Linked DNA regions of Mus musculus: region 1 is linked to region 2. The links are chromatin contacts, called in public Hi-C maps. All regions are on one chromosome and are shown on one strand. The core of a region is the stretch at or near the end of the contact, and the rest is flanking DNA. Distances in the headings are between cores, read along the strand shown. Region 1 holds the start of Hrh1 (histamine receptor H1). Region 2 overlaps Slc6a11 (solute carrier family 6 (neurotransmitter transporter, GABA), member 11).

Evidence for each region. A called contact is a pair of places that touch in the nucleus more often than the background predicts.
Region 1: a Hi-C map of neural progenitor cells shows a contact between it and region 2, with 2.5 times the contacts expected there. The contact joins the promoter of Hrh1 here to the enhancer-like site in region 2. A contact is called at or near these places in 3 of 39 promoter capture datasets (embryonic stem cells, hippocampal neurons and stem cell-derived epiblast-like cells), 1 of 484 Hi-C or Micro-C datasets (neural progenitor cells) and 2 of 9 other capture datasets (embryonic stem cells and pancreatic islet).

The regions. Positions count from the first base shown.
Region 1 is chr6:114,395,666-114,402,397 of GRCm38.p6, reverse strand. Hrh1 (histamine receptor H1) reads right to left here and starts at 4,462. Exons shown (of 2, transcript NM_001317125.1): 1 at 4,400-4,462. Gm38875 (a long non-coding RNA gene) reads left to right here and starts at 4,647. Exons shown (of 3, transcript XR_869365.2): 1 at 4,647-4,745.
Region 2 is chr6:114,214,076-114,220,553 of GRCm38.p6, reverse strand. All of the region lies in intron 6 of Slc6a11 (solute carrier family 6 (neurotransmitter transporter, GABA), member 11), which reads right to left. Among named protein-coding and RNA genes, the nearest start is that of Gm52916, 52 kb to the right of the region's middle. Within about 2 kb of position 3,328, at least 24 of the 459 cell types and tissues checked have an H3K27ac peak or open chromatin away from gene starts, as enhancers often do. A contact at or near this core is called in hippocampal neurons, neural progenitor cells and pancreatic islet, where this site is marked.

The DNA.
Region 1 (6,732 bases), core at 3,213-5,712, 180 kb before region 2:
TTAACACTACACATTCCACCCTCTAGAGGGCAACAAGGAGCTTGACAATAACAACGGGGACTTGGAAATCAGAGTAAACTCTAAACTCAGTAAACTCTGGTCTTCCACCAGGGGCAGTGATCTGGGGAGACCTAGGTAGCCTTGGATGGAAGGTCTAGAAAGCCCTGAATCACAGCAAGGTATCAACATGGGAGGAGCAGGGATTCCTGTAGGAAGCAACTCAATGACAGCAACCCACCCAGAGACCCATCGAAGGCAGAAGCAGGGATGCTGGGGACCCTGTTGCCTAGCATCCCTCTGTTGTTTGACTCCACCGCTGCCAGCCACAGCACAGAAGGACCTGAGGTTCCATCTCACACTGCTTTTAGACTCTGGTGTGTATTTATCTTGTTTGTAGAAATCGCTACAAGCATCCACACTGTTCCATCACTCCTTTTGAACCTTAGTTTCCTCCCCTGAAAGTAAGAACAGGTATTCCTGCCTCCCTGTTAGGAGGAAACAAATACTAAAACACTCTTGTAGAGTGTTGTCTAAATACAGGGCATTCTTCTGGCTTGTACTATTGCTTCTTTGTAGACTGTGGGTAAGAGAATAACATTCTATTTCTTAGGCTGGACAACAGTATCCTTCCACTATCTGTCTCTCTCTCCAAAGGCATCACTGAGTCCTTTACTCTGGTCATAACATTTCATCAATTAGTTCTCACAGCAAACCCTAGGGGAGGTGTGTGCTATCCGGCTCCATTCTACAGAAGAAAAAGCCAAGGCTCAGTTCTCCATTAGGCATCCATAACTGCCTTTCGTAAGAAAGACACCGTCCCTGCTCTACAGAGTCATCCTCTAGTTGGAAACCCATCCAAACCTCACAGATGAACTGGCAGACCCCCACATCCAAACTCAACTCCAGTTGACGCCAGTGGCTACACTTTCAACTCATCTCTGGAGTTGCCTTCATCTTCCTCTCCCACTCCATCCTCTTTAACGACACAGTGGTTGCTAGCACATTCTTCTAGCTGAAACAAGGTGCAAGGGCCCTTGCCATGAAAGCAAGTGAGAGCTGTTAGCTTCTTCGGTCCATGTGATCCTCCTGCAGGATCATTGGAGAATTACTAAGGGATTGATGAATGCACACAAAAGGCGAGGCACCCCACTCCCTACCCCACCCTGAGCAGCATCAGGAGCATTGTCTCCTAAGAGTGTGTGGCTGAGTCCTCTGCCACCATTAATGGCAGAAGTGAGTCACTTATAAGTAAGATACAGAAGCTTTGTTATAATTACATCCCGAGACTCAGCAATGCTCCGCATCACTGTGAAAGAGAGGGCAGCGGGTGACTGGGGCTTGAATGATCCTCTGCCAGGTACGGCTTTCAGATAAAGCGTCTTGGATCAGGAGCAGTTACAGCTAATGCCCAGCCTGAATGCTAATGAGAGTTATTTACAATTGCATGTAATTCTTTGCCATTTATACGCTCCAGCCGCTCCCCCCACTCTTCCCGTCCTTTCTTTGCCTGTCTATCTGAGTTAATCTTGAGAAACAGACACTGGTAAGGATGATTCATGGCCATTTCACAGATGAGGATACTGGAGTCCACGGTTATTCAGGTCTCAGGGACGAAAATGAGTTTCGACCTTCAGTATGCTTCCCTGGGAGGGAGAGCCTGCAGAACTCTTTATGCTTTCTCCTTGCTCGGAAGGCATGTGGTATCCCCACAGCCAGCCGCACGCACCCAGAGGCAGTGGCTGGTGTCCTCTGTTGGGACAGCTGTGGCCAGATCTTGTGAAATAGACCAATAGACCTCACACATGCCCTTTAACCCTGTGACTGTCAACTCGTGCCTCTTCCTTGGAGAACCCAAGCAATGACCACACAGTTCAAGTCCAGGCTGAGAGACAGGAAACAACTTCTCGGCCCTCCAATCCAAGACTCCCCAAGTCCACCCCAGCCTGACCACATCCGTTTAGAAAACATGTGTTTGAATACCGCCCCGGATCCATACCACACAGGAGCACAGAACTGAGCCTGCCAGGAGAAGGAGACAGGTCTGGGTGGCAGTGAGAATGACAGCAATGTCTGGAGCGTCCCCGGGGCCTGGCCCTGAGGTGGCTGGCTGAGGAGTCCTCTACCTGTTAGAATTAGAGGCTACAAGAAGGACCTTTTTACCATATACAACATCTAACTAGATCTGCCCCATTTTTACAGCTGAGAAAGCCATGAGGCTTGGGGCTAGAGATGTAGCTCAGTGGCCGAGTATTTGTCTAGCACGAACAAGGCTCCCCAGGTGGATTCCCAGCATCACAGAACAAAACCAACACAGCAAGGGGTGCACAATGTCCAGGAGCTCAGAGGCTTGCCTCGCTGGGTCTGTCAGTGTCACAGTGACAACTGCTGCTACTACTTTGGTGAATTACAAGGTATCTTTGCAGTGCTGTATCAATGTGGCATGGTTAATTCCTCCACCCCCGCGCAGGGAAGAAGGAACCATGAACATCTCCAATCAAAACATGGGGAAACAGATATATGTCAACGGCGCATAAGAGACAGCATGATGACCGGACCCAGAAATGTACCTTCAACCTCTCCGCCATGCCTTGGTACTGAGGAAAAGCCACGGTGCCTCTGCCAGGCGTTCCTTGACTATAGAAAGGAGTGTAGGCAGGAGAGTTCACTCACAAATGCCTCCCCACAACCCTCAGCTCAGGGCTGGGGACCCCGTGCAGGCCACGACTGCCCAGTGTTGGGGGAGGGGTGCTAGGATCGTGGCAGGCAGCACGGCTCTGAAATCATAAATGGGGAATACCCAGGTTTTGCGGGTCTTTGACATATTTCAAAACAGCATCAGTCAAACCCTGTCTTCCACCAGGAGCAACGTTCTGGGGGCAGCTAGGTGGCCCTGATGGAAGGTCCAGCAAGTCCTGAGATACAGCAGGGTATCAACATGGGCGGAGCAGGGATTCCTAGAAAGCTACTCAATGACAGCAACCCACCCAGAGCCCCATCGGAGGCAGAAGCAGGGATGCTGCGGACCCTGTTGCCTAGCATCCCTCTATTGTTTGTCTCCACCGCTGCCAGCCACAGCACAGAAGGACCTGAGGTTCCATCCGCCTCTTGAGTCTCACTGATAATTTAAGATACAGGCAAGATTGGTTGGTACTCAATCCACTCCACCACGGACCAGCTGGGCAACTCTAAGCAATCTATTGAACCTCTCTGAGTGTCCACCTATCGCTCAATAACGGTACCTTGCATGGCTGCTGTATAAACTATGTTAATCCATAACCATCTCATAACCATGGGGGGGGGGGCTCTTTCTCTGTCTCCAAGGATTGCCGGTGGCCTTCAGGCCCCCAAGAGTGTCGGATCTCCACCTACTCTCTCCTTTTTGTTCCAGTAACACACTTCACCCCTGGTTCAGGGTCCTGCCCTTCCTCCTCCCCACCCCCCACCCCCCAATAACAGAACGCGCTCTCAGAGCAGTCAGCCTGGGGATCTTCCAGTTCCCTCAGCTCCATTCCGTCTGGAGGTGGGAGCCCCCTGTCGGAGGAGAGCCACCCTGCCTGGAGCAACCCTGTGTCTCCATCGCCCAGGCTAGCAAGCGCCTCAAAGGTGGCTTCTGTAAAGATCAGTTGTGCTCTGATTCAAGACTCTAACTTTCAGAGCAACACGGCGTAAATTGCAGAATTTGGTATCCCCTAACGCTCTCTGGGAAAAGGCAGCCCTCAAGGATCTTCTCTGCCATCAGAACACACCCTGGCCACAGTATCAAGTCTTCTGGCTCGGCCAGGAAACGACGATAAAGCCGGCTAGGAAAGGAGGGAGCGCTGGCTCAGACGCTTCTCATACCCAGACACCTGGTTTGGGTTCCACCTAGCTAAGAAGCTTGGATTCATCCAATTCAGTCTCAAGGCTGTTCTCTAAGAGACAACTTTCCCTCCCCAAGCCTCAGTTTCCTCCTCTGTAAAGTGGGTATACTAGTAGTACCTGGGTCCCGGAGATTCAGAAGGATTTGAGATAGTGGATGTCCGGAGCTTGGCACGGAGATCGCACCTCAACCCAGAGTCTGCGTCCACGGTTAGCATCAAAGCCAAACCCTGAGGAATCTCGGGGAGCCGTTGAGGAGGCCCCCTGGCCCAGAAATCGGAGGCGGACTCTAACCGGTGAGCCCGGCCCCAGCTCCGGGAAGCCACAGGTGTTTGTGCTTACGGGCATAGCAGCCACAGCTCCGATACCCTGCCCAGGCCGCTAGAGCATCCGGCGCGCCCACCTCGTGCGGCCACCTGCGGGATGTCCCCACCGCCCTGCGGGGGCGCGGAACTCAGAGCTGGGCGTGCGCGCATCCTTGCCCTCCTCCCGCCGCCCGCCACCGGGTTCCCGCCCCTGCCCGCGCTGCGCTCCGACTCACCCGCGCCAGCTCCGGGGAAAGTTTGGCGGCGGCGGCCAGACTGCTCGGTGCGGTGGCGGAGGCGGCCGCGGGGGTGGCGGGAGCACGCGGAGGCGGCCTCGGGGGAGGAGCCGCTGAGAGGCCCGCCCACCAGCAGCCCCAGGGCACCCTCCCCCGCCCATCTTCTACCGCCGCGCCCCGCATCTGTGGCGGAGCCCTGAGCTTGGCAAGAAGCCAAGGATGGATCGGAAGCCTGGCGACAGCCCTCCGACACTGCCACCGCATGCTAACCCGGGGACACGCAGAGCCACAGACCAGACCTCAGATAAGGAGGAGCTGACAGGATTCTTCGCAAATTCAACCGCAGGTGGACCAAGGGACTAGTTGGGTTTTTGTTTTGTTTTGTTTTGTTTTGTTTGGGTTTTGTTTTGGTTTTTTGTTTTTTAAATTAGTGACACTGATTGATCCGGATCACCAAGACTCGGGAGGTTTAGAACCGCACAACCACTGTTTCTCTAGATCCTGAAGAATGAATGCGCTCTCGCCCTCTCCCTCCCTCTTTCCCTCCTTCCCTCCTGTCCTCATCCTGCAAGTGCTATGCTGAAACTCAGGGCCTTGCGCTGAGCTATCCCGACCTTGTTCAACTCTCACTGTACCATTACACTTAGGAACCTGTGCCGGCTAAGAGGAGAAGGCGAGAGTGTGTTTTTGTGTGTGTGTGTGTGTGTGTGTGTGTGTGTGTGTGTGTGTTGGGGAAACTTAAGGAACTGTTTTTTTGTTTTTTGGGTTTTGTTTTTCTGAGCTAGGAGAGGGCGTTTCTCCTTCTTTGCTAGGGAAAACCCTTTTAACATTCAATTGTGGCTTCAGATGGCAACAGTCAGGGAAGGGAGAACAACTGAGGAAGGGAAGTGGCTCCTCTTTGCTATGACACCGTGCCCCCTAGAAGGGGCTCATCCTCCCGCAGTGGTATGTAGTTGTGGGAATGCAGGCCCAGCCCTGTGTGGCTCAGTTCCAGACTTGTATGGATGTCTTAGTCCCCTCCTCGTAGCCCTGATTTAAATCTCAAACTACACCAGAAAAAAGAAGCAGTCATCAGCCCTATTTATAGATGATGGGCAGGTTTTGTAGCTTCTACCATGTCCTCACCGAGAACTGCACTTCTAGCCTACCCAGCCCAAGTCCAAAGGCCAAAGTTTTTAACACAGAGGGGCGGAGGACAAGTTAATGATGTCTTTTACACAAAGGGCTTACTTGGTAAGCACCTCGATATAGCCCTTGACCTTGAGCCTGTCTGTGCCTGCCTGGAAGGTGGGACTCCAGACTCATTTGAAATGCCCTTAGGAACCCAGGCAACAGGTGGCTGAATTCAGGTCAGCTGGCAGACCTGGGTGCCAACCCTGCCAGACCCTGACCCTCTTTGACCTGTACCTCCAGAGACCAAGGAGCCCAGGAATCCACAGCACGTTCTACTTCCAGTTGCTACTCTAGGGCCTCCATATTTACACTTTGTGGGACTAATGCACTGTTTGGAACTGAAGGAGTGACCAGGATCGCACCTGTTATAAACTGTAAGGCAAGATATTTCCTCTTCACAGCTGTGGAGTTTACAGGAGTTGGGGCGTATGGCAGAGAGCCTTGGAAATCATCTCTCTTCTTCCTGAAAGTCAGCAGCGCCCGATAACTTGGAATTCTGCTTGAGAAGGTTTCACTTCCTAAGGCCTATTATGGTCTTGTTCTACCCATGGGATTTTTAGAAAAATCAGCATTTTAGAAACAGTGTATCAGGCATTATTTGAAGCTTCTGTTGTTTTTTGGGTTTTGTGTTTTGTTTATTTTGTTGTCATTTTGTGACTGACAGAGCATAGGGTAACCTGGGCCATGTCTAGCTGAAGTCAGCCAACTACCAAGAGGTAGGTAGCAAGTGAAAAAACAAGGCTAGTCCTCTTGTCCTCCTGTCCTCCTGTCCTTCCATCCAGTGGAGGCTCTTCCCTGAGAGGAGTCAACTTGCCTGCTTCTCAGAGCAGCTCAAAGGGAGGCTCTGTCTTCATCTGGTTTGCAAATGAGAAAACTGAGTGTTCTTGATTGGCCAAGCCTGAGTCACATGCTGATGGCTGGTCTAGTCAACTGCTCTTCAGACACTTAAGATTAAAAGAGGGCAAGAGATGGCTCCCCAGATTCAGGTGTGATGAGCAGAATGTGGCATTGGATCTGGGGATTGCAGGAGTCCCCTCTCTCCAGAACTGTTTTTGGGATTGGGTCAGTGTGTGTGTGTGTGTGTGTGTGTGTGTGTGTCTGTGTGTCTGTGTGTGTGTGTGTCTGTGTGTCTGTGTGTGTGTGTGTGGTGTGTGTCTGTG
Region 2 (6,478 bases), core at 2,079-4,578:
CTGCTGGCCACTTATGAGCCTTGATAGCTGGGGTTCAGCTAGATTCCAGCCTACTTATCACCTCCATAGTGCCTGTGCATGGGCCCTATGTCATCCATTACATGGTGACCCAAACCTTCCCTGCTACCTCAGTAACTGCTTCCTACACAGTCAATGGGAAAAAGGGACAAAGACCCAGAAGCTTCTACGGGAAGTTTTCTGGAGCCTGCAGGGACTGGTTCCTGTCACTTCTGTCTACACACCTTGACTGGAGCCAGGCCACAGGATCCCAAAATAAAGGCAAGGAAGTCTGGGAACTTTTCCCATGAAGAGGGTTTAAATGGCTAGAGCCTCACATCACGTTATCTCTAAGGCAGGACTTCATGCCCATATTTCTTTTACTACTTGAAATTTTCTATATACAGAATGAATGACTGAATAAATGAATGAATGAATAAAATTATGGTGGCCATGGAAGGATTTGACAAAGAGAGGAGAGGAGGAAAACAGGGGAAATGAAAACTTCTGACCCCTCCATGAAGTTGATGGGCCCCTCGGGAAAGACTTGACTTAATATTGGCTGAAGTGGACCATGTTCTTGCGACTGCCATGTTTAAACTTCAGGACTTGTATGATGTCCTTGCTCGGTCATTCTGGCATCTTTGCTTTCACTGAAGAGGAAATGGACCCATTGGAGGTTATACAGCCCTCAAAGGAGATTCAGGTCTGAGTCTGTGCTTCCTGGGTCTACATTTCAGAGAAAGTAGGGTTTCCTGGTCTTCAGCATGCCATCTGGCATCCCTGAGTCCCACAAAACAAATAACTTTACCTTGGCAAATGGGAACCATACACCCCAGCTTCTCTGCTTACATCTCCCAGGAGCTGCAGAGGTGGAGGTTCCTATGAGAAATGGCTTCCTATCTCCGCCCCCTACACAACGTGAAGGGAAAACAGTCTCTCTAAACAAATTCTAAGGAAGCCAGGTCAGTGGAGGAGCGGATCCTCCCCATGTTCTGCAGGATGAATGGGGGGCGTGCTGGCCTCGCTGCGAGGACGGCCCGCATTCAGAGATTTTAGGGCAGATTTGTGTGGGAACAGGAAAAGCCCCTTCACAGCTTTCAGGACAGCTGGTTCCAAGGAGCCCCAGCACATGGGTCAGGGTGCTACCTGCCTGCCCAGTGGGATCTTCAGGATTCAACAAGAACAGCTTTAGGCCTGAGGACAAATTCCTTCTCAATACGTAGAGGCTATGCTGCCACAATGGGTGACCCAGTCAGCAGGGATCGCATGCTACAGTTCACACGGTTGCACTGAGTCTTGTACCCACTCTGGAGCTGGCATCCATACCAAGTTTAGAGATGTGGCCCTTGGCTCACCCTTTCCCCATAAGCACTGACCCCAAGCTTACTTGGAGAACGTCTAATTTTATCCACATGTAGAGACAAAAGCTGTGTGTCTTTTCAGTACTGCTAAGATATAGGTGATTGACCCAGGGTATTTGGGGGGTGGGACAGGACATTGTGAGCAGGTAGGGACTACTTCTTTCTGTTTGTCTCACACAAAGGATAGAATCAGGGTTCATGCCTGGAGAGCCTGGAGTGGCGCCCACAGGGGTCTCAGCAGCCTACTCACAGTGTTAGATGAGCCAATGGGACTAGTGACCCTCATTCTTCTACAAGACAGCCCCTGTCCTAACACCCAGAGCAGAGAGAGATGGGTTGAAGTGAGGACTCTTGTTTTATCTCCTCCCCTGTAATATGGATACACTGGCTGATCTCTGAGAATAAGGAACTCAGTAGGTACACAATTCACAAGGCTTCCCCCAGTAGAGACAAAGATACAACATTTATTTGGCAGCGAAGGGCAGGTGAGGCAGCCAAGAGTGAGTGGAAGAGGTATGCTCTTTGAAAGCATCCGAGGTAGGATGAATCACCACAGAGAAATCCCAGCCAGAATGTGCCTCCAGGTCTGCAAAGAGTCCACTGTTGGTCAGCACCAATGGCTGTGTCCCACAGTGGGCTTATGAAGCCATTGGTAAGAACAGGTGTGTGCTGACAGTAACCCTGGTTACCACAGTGGCTCCCACCAGTGGTATCAGAGCCACTGGAGTGGGGCCTATCCCAAAAGCTGTTGCCTGTATGTGGGGTATGTTCTTCTAGCTGGGCTGCCTTGTCTGGCCTCAGTGGGAGAGGAAACACCCAGCCTCACAGAGATTTGAAGTGCCAGGGTGGGAGATACCCAGGGTGTCTCCACACACTAGTGGAGAAGGGAAGGGGTGATAGGGGAAGGATAGTGGAAGAGGTGCCTGGGAGGGGGACAGTGAATGGGATATAAAGTAAATAAGTAAAAAACAAAACAACAACAAAACCAACCAACCCTCCCCACAAAAAACCCAATAACAACAAAACAACCCAAAACCAACCAAACAATAAACCAACCAAACAAACAAACAAATGAACAGCAAAAAAAAGTTGGTGGGGAGTTCCTGTCAGATGCCTTACTCTGCTCCTCAGAGGGATTTGTGAACAGAACAAAAGGCGTGTGTGGACAGAGGTAGGTTGGGGTCTCACTCCTTCCGTATGACCCCAAGTAATTTCCTTCATCTCTCTGGGCCTTGGGTTCATCATTCATGAACAGCAGTAGATGAAATGAAAGGGTGCAGTGGGCACTGGGCGCCTGCCCCTTACATTGATGCTCTTCCACTATGCCAAGGAAACAAGCTCTCAGGTCTTTTCCAATATCCAATATCCAACCTCAATCTCCGGTTTCTGAGACACATCAACACTGCACAGATACACCTGGCTCCTCTGGCCATGAGTGCAGGAACCAGTGATGGGTGGGAAGAGCCAGTGTCTCTCTTTTCCTAGGCTCCCTGCCTCCCTGATGCCCAGTAAAAACTGCCAGACCCAACAGTGCAAGCAGCCTTTGACTTACAGAGCCAGGGGCCAGGACAGAGCTTGGTGACCCACAGCCTTTTCTTGAACATTTTATTTCCAGACAGACAGACAGACAGACAGACAGACAGACAGACAGACACATATACAGATACACAGATACACACAACTTTTTAAAGTGGAGCCCTCAACTGAAGCCAAACCATAACTATATAGCCTGGCAGGAAAGGGCTGAATCAAGGGCTTTCTTTCCACCTTTTCTATTGGGAAGGCCTCTGAAAGGATTAAAAGTAGGTTAGAAGAAGAATGAAACAGCTGTGTTTCCAGTGTGTACCTGACAACGGCTTTTGTGGAAGTGAATAATTACATGAGAACCGCTTCCTTCCCACCTCTTTCTCAGCCTCCTCCGGGTTGCTAGGCACCCTCGCTCCTTCTCCCGGCTAATGCCACATACAGAAGCAAGTGAATACAGTATGGCCATTATGAGGGGCCTGGAGTCCAGGAGAAGGATTCAAATGCTCCTCCCCGGTGGCTTTATGGGGGAAAGAGGGTTTGGGGGAGCTGACTTTGGATATATTTAAATGCTAATGTGCTGGGCCGGCAGGATGGTAGTGGTGGGAAGGGGCAGGGGATGTTGGCTTGAAAGCCCCACTGCAAACATGTTCTGTTGCTTCTCGAGTGGGTGCCAAGCCCTTCCCTGGGCAGCTGGCTTTGGCCACCCCTGGACCTGCCAGTAAAGTGTCAGTGGGATGGAGGGCTGAGCTGTGAGTACTCAGGCGCTGGCTGGCTCTGTGTGTGTATGGTTTGGGTGTGTAGGCTGATCCTGGTGGCCCGTGTGTGTGCAGTGGTGAGCAGGGGTCACTGTGGCTGGACCTTTGCCCGGGATGCTGAGCGGTTCCGTCTGAGACACAGAAAACAGAGGAAGTGGGTGGGTGGTTGGTGGTATCAAGTATGTAGCAGTGACCTTTGGTGTCTTATGTAATAAAATCCTGGGGGCTATGCATACCTGCCCCAGTTTTATCACATGAGGCACTGAGCCCCATTTTGAAAGGGCTCAGCAGAGGAGGTTCAGAACTAGGACCCCCTTCTCAGCTTGGACCTCCCCCAAGGTCTGTTCATGGGCTCAGAGATCCAGTTAAACCAAGATCTTCCCCATTGGGACTTCTTCAGGAGATCATCCCTGGTGTTGTAGATGGCACATTCCACATGCAGGACTTGGCAGACACTCATAAGCCTCATTGACTCCCACTAAGAGCTACAGGTGCCCCTTACCATTGTGAACACCAAGCTGATGGCCCATCTCATTCAAAGTGACCTGGATGAGAGGTCCAGCCTTGCTTTGGCAGGGGTCTGGTCTGGCAGCAGTAGCCCTCACCCACAGACAGCACCAGGCCAGTGTGCCCTGGACCAAGCCAAACTCTAGCTCCCAAGTCCAGCCCTAAGCTGGCATACTCTCTTGTGTCAGCCAAGCTGGCCCTGGGATGAAGCCTCAGCCCCTCCCACTATGGCCACGTTCTTTCCTCTAATAACTGTGGAAATGATTCAAAGTCAGGGATGCTTTGTGTCCCCTGAGGGCCATGGCAGTGTGGGGTCCAGTTTACAGAAAAGTAAACTTAGGGTTGGAGGAGAGAGAATATAACTGTCGGGTAAAAGACTGCTCACTTTACTATGTCTGCCTCCACACAGAACAGAGATCTTCCAGCACCATTAAGTTCCCTGAGCATCATCTGTCTGCCTTAGCAAAGACGGGGTTCCATGAGAGCGCCCAGCCCTTTGTGCCATGCCTGGCAAAATCTCAAGAACAGAGACCGCATCTGCTCGAGACTCAGCACACAGGAACTTAACCTGCAAGGTCCACGCAGAATCCTAAGTATCAGGCCAGGTGAGGAACCTGTTGGACTGAAAGGGAAGGGGACCCGAGTTCCTTGGCAGATAGTCCCTGAAGTTCACGAGCATCCCCCTAAAGCCCCTTCTTTTCCTCTTAGCTTTGGTTTCCTATTATATAAAATGCAGAAACCAGACAACAATGGCGATGTCCACTATGTGACACGCCTACCCCATTCTCACTGCTGCCCAGGTCAGGCATTACTAATCAATCATTCTTCAGTCCTCAGTCCTGCTATGGTGAAAAGGGCCTGCCACCAGCCAGAGTTGGCCATTGAGTAAAACCTGGGAGATGACTGTCCATCTCTGACATTTCAGGCAAGGAAGAAATAGCTAGATTTCAGGATGAGTTGAGCCCGTTGCAGAAGTCCCATGCAGAAGCCCATAGTATACTCACAGAAATATACATGTTTAGTAGGTCACTGGTGCATGCATTGGCCCGGGAGGCTAGAAGGGAACAAGATGGCAAAGATGCAAACAAAATCCTAGGCTGAGAAAGCTAGGGTGGGACTGAAGTTGCCTAGGAGGGGCACTTCCAGACAAATGTCTAAGTGAGGGATGAGGGGCATTCCTGACCCCCAACCCTCACCCCTCCAGAGTCCATGGCGCAGGTACCAATTTATCAATGCATATTTGGTTGGAAGTTATTCAAAGTTTCCAAGCAGGAATGTGCCTGTGGGACTCACAGGGAGGCTGCAGGAAGAGATTACTCAATTCTGTGATGATCAGATGCCTGATGCTGTGTGGGAACACACTCAAGTCCCCAAGGAGCCTCCTAGAGAGGCATGTTGTCTGGGGACTCCCAATAGTCACAGGAGTCAATGAGTTTCCTCCCTGGCTGAGAGTCTATCCTGGAATGAGTCCCCTGTGGCTGGGGATAAGGAGAACGTAGGTGCTTACAGCGCTCTGAACTGCACTTAAGTCTGGGCAGACGTCTGAGCTTTTTCTGCAGCTGAGAAGCCAGAACTATTGCAGAGACTCTTTCTCGGTCATATTTTCTGACCATTATCTATATAGCTGCCAGATATGTGCATTCAGAAGTAGTCAGAACCCCAAGATCCTCTGCTCAGGAGCCTGCAACCTAGCAGGTGCGCAAGGGGAAAGGAACTTAGACAAGCAGCAGACCTGGAGGTCAGTTAGGATGGGTGACCTTGGAGAGGTTGAAGCCACAGTGTCTCTGCGGGCGATGGTACAGCTGGGAACTGGCAGGCTGCCCTGGCAGTTCATGGCAGTGCTCATGCAAAGAGCTCACAGGAAACACTAAGAGGCCAGAAAAGGTCATGGCTATGTGTGTCTAAAAGGGATTTTTGAAGGGTGAAGGGCTGTGCGTGATCTTGAGCTGAGGAAGCAGAGGAAAGTGTGCTCTCAGTCCTGCAGGGAGCTGCTCCTAACTTCTAACTCCCTGTTCCCACCCCGGCCCTGATTGTGGAGACTTCAACCTGTAAAGCAGGCCTGGCTTCCTCCTTCTGGTTTGGAACTCCCCCACCCCCAACAGTCACCCCTGCCCAGCTCTCTTGGGAGTCAACATCTCTTCTTCTAAGGGCAGTAGATGCATCCCAGAGTTAGCCTCTAAGGCTTTCCTCAGAGTCTCTGGCTCTCCCTGAAGCCAGGTCTCTCAGGCAGCAGGTGCTCTTGGGAGTGCGAATGGCCAGATCAAACTAATTAACACACACATTCTCTCACAGTATGCAGTGTGAGGGGAGAACATTTAATCGACTCTC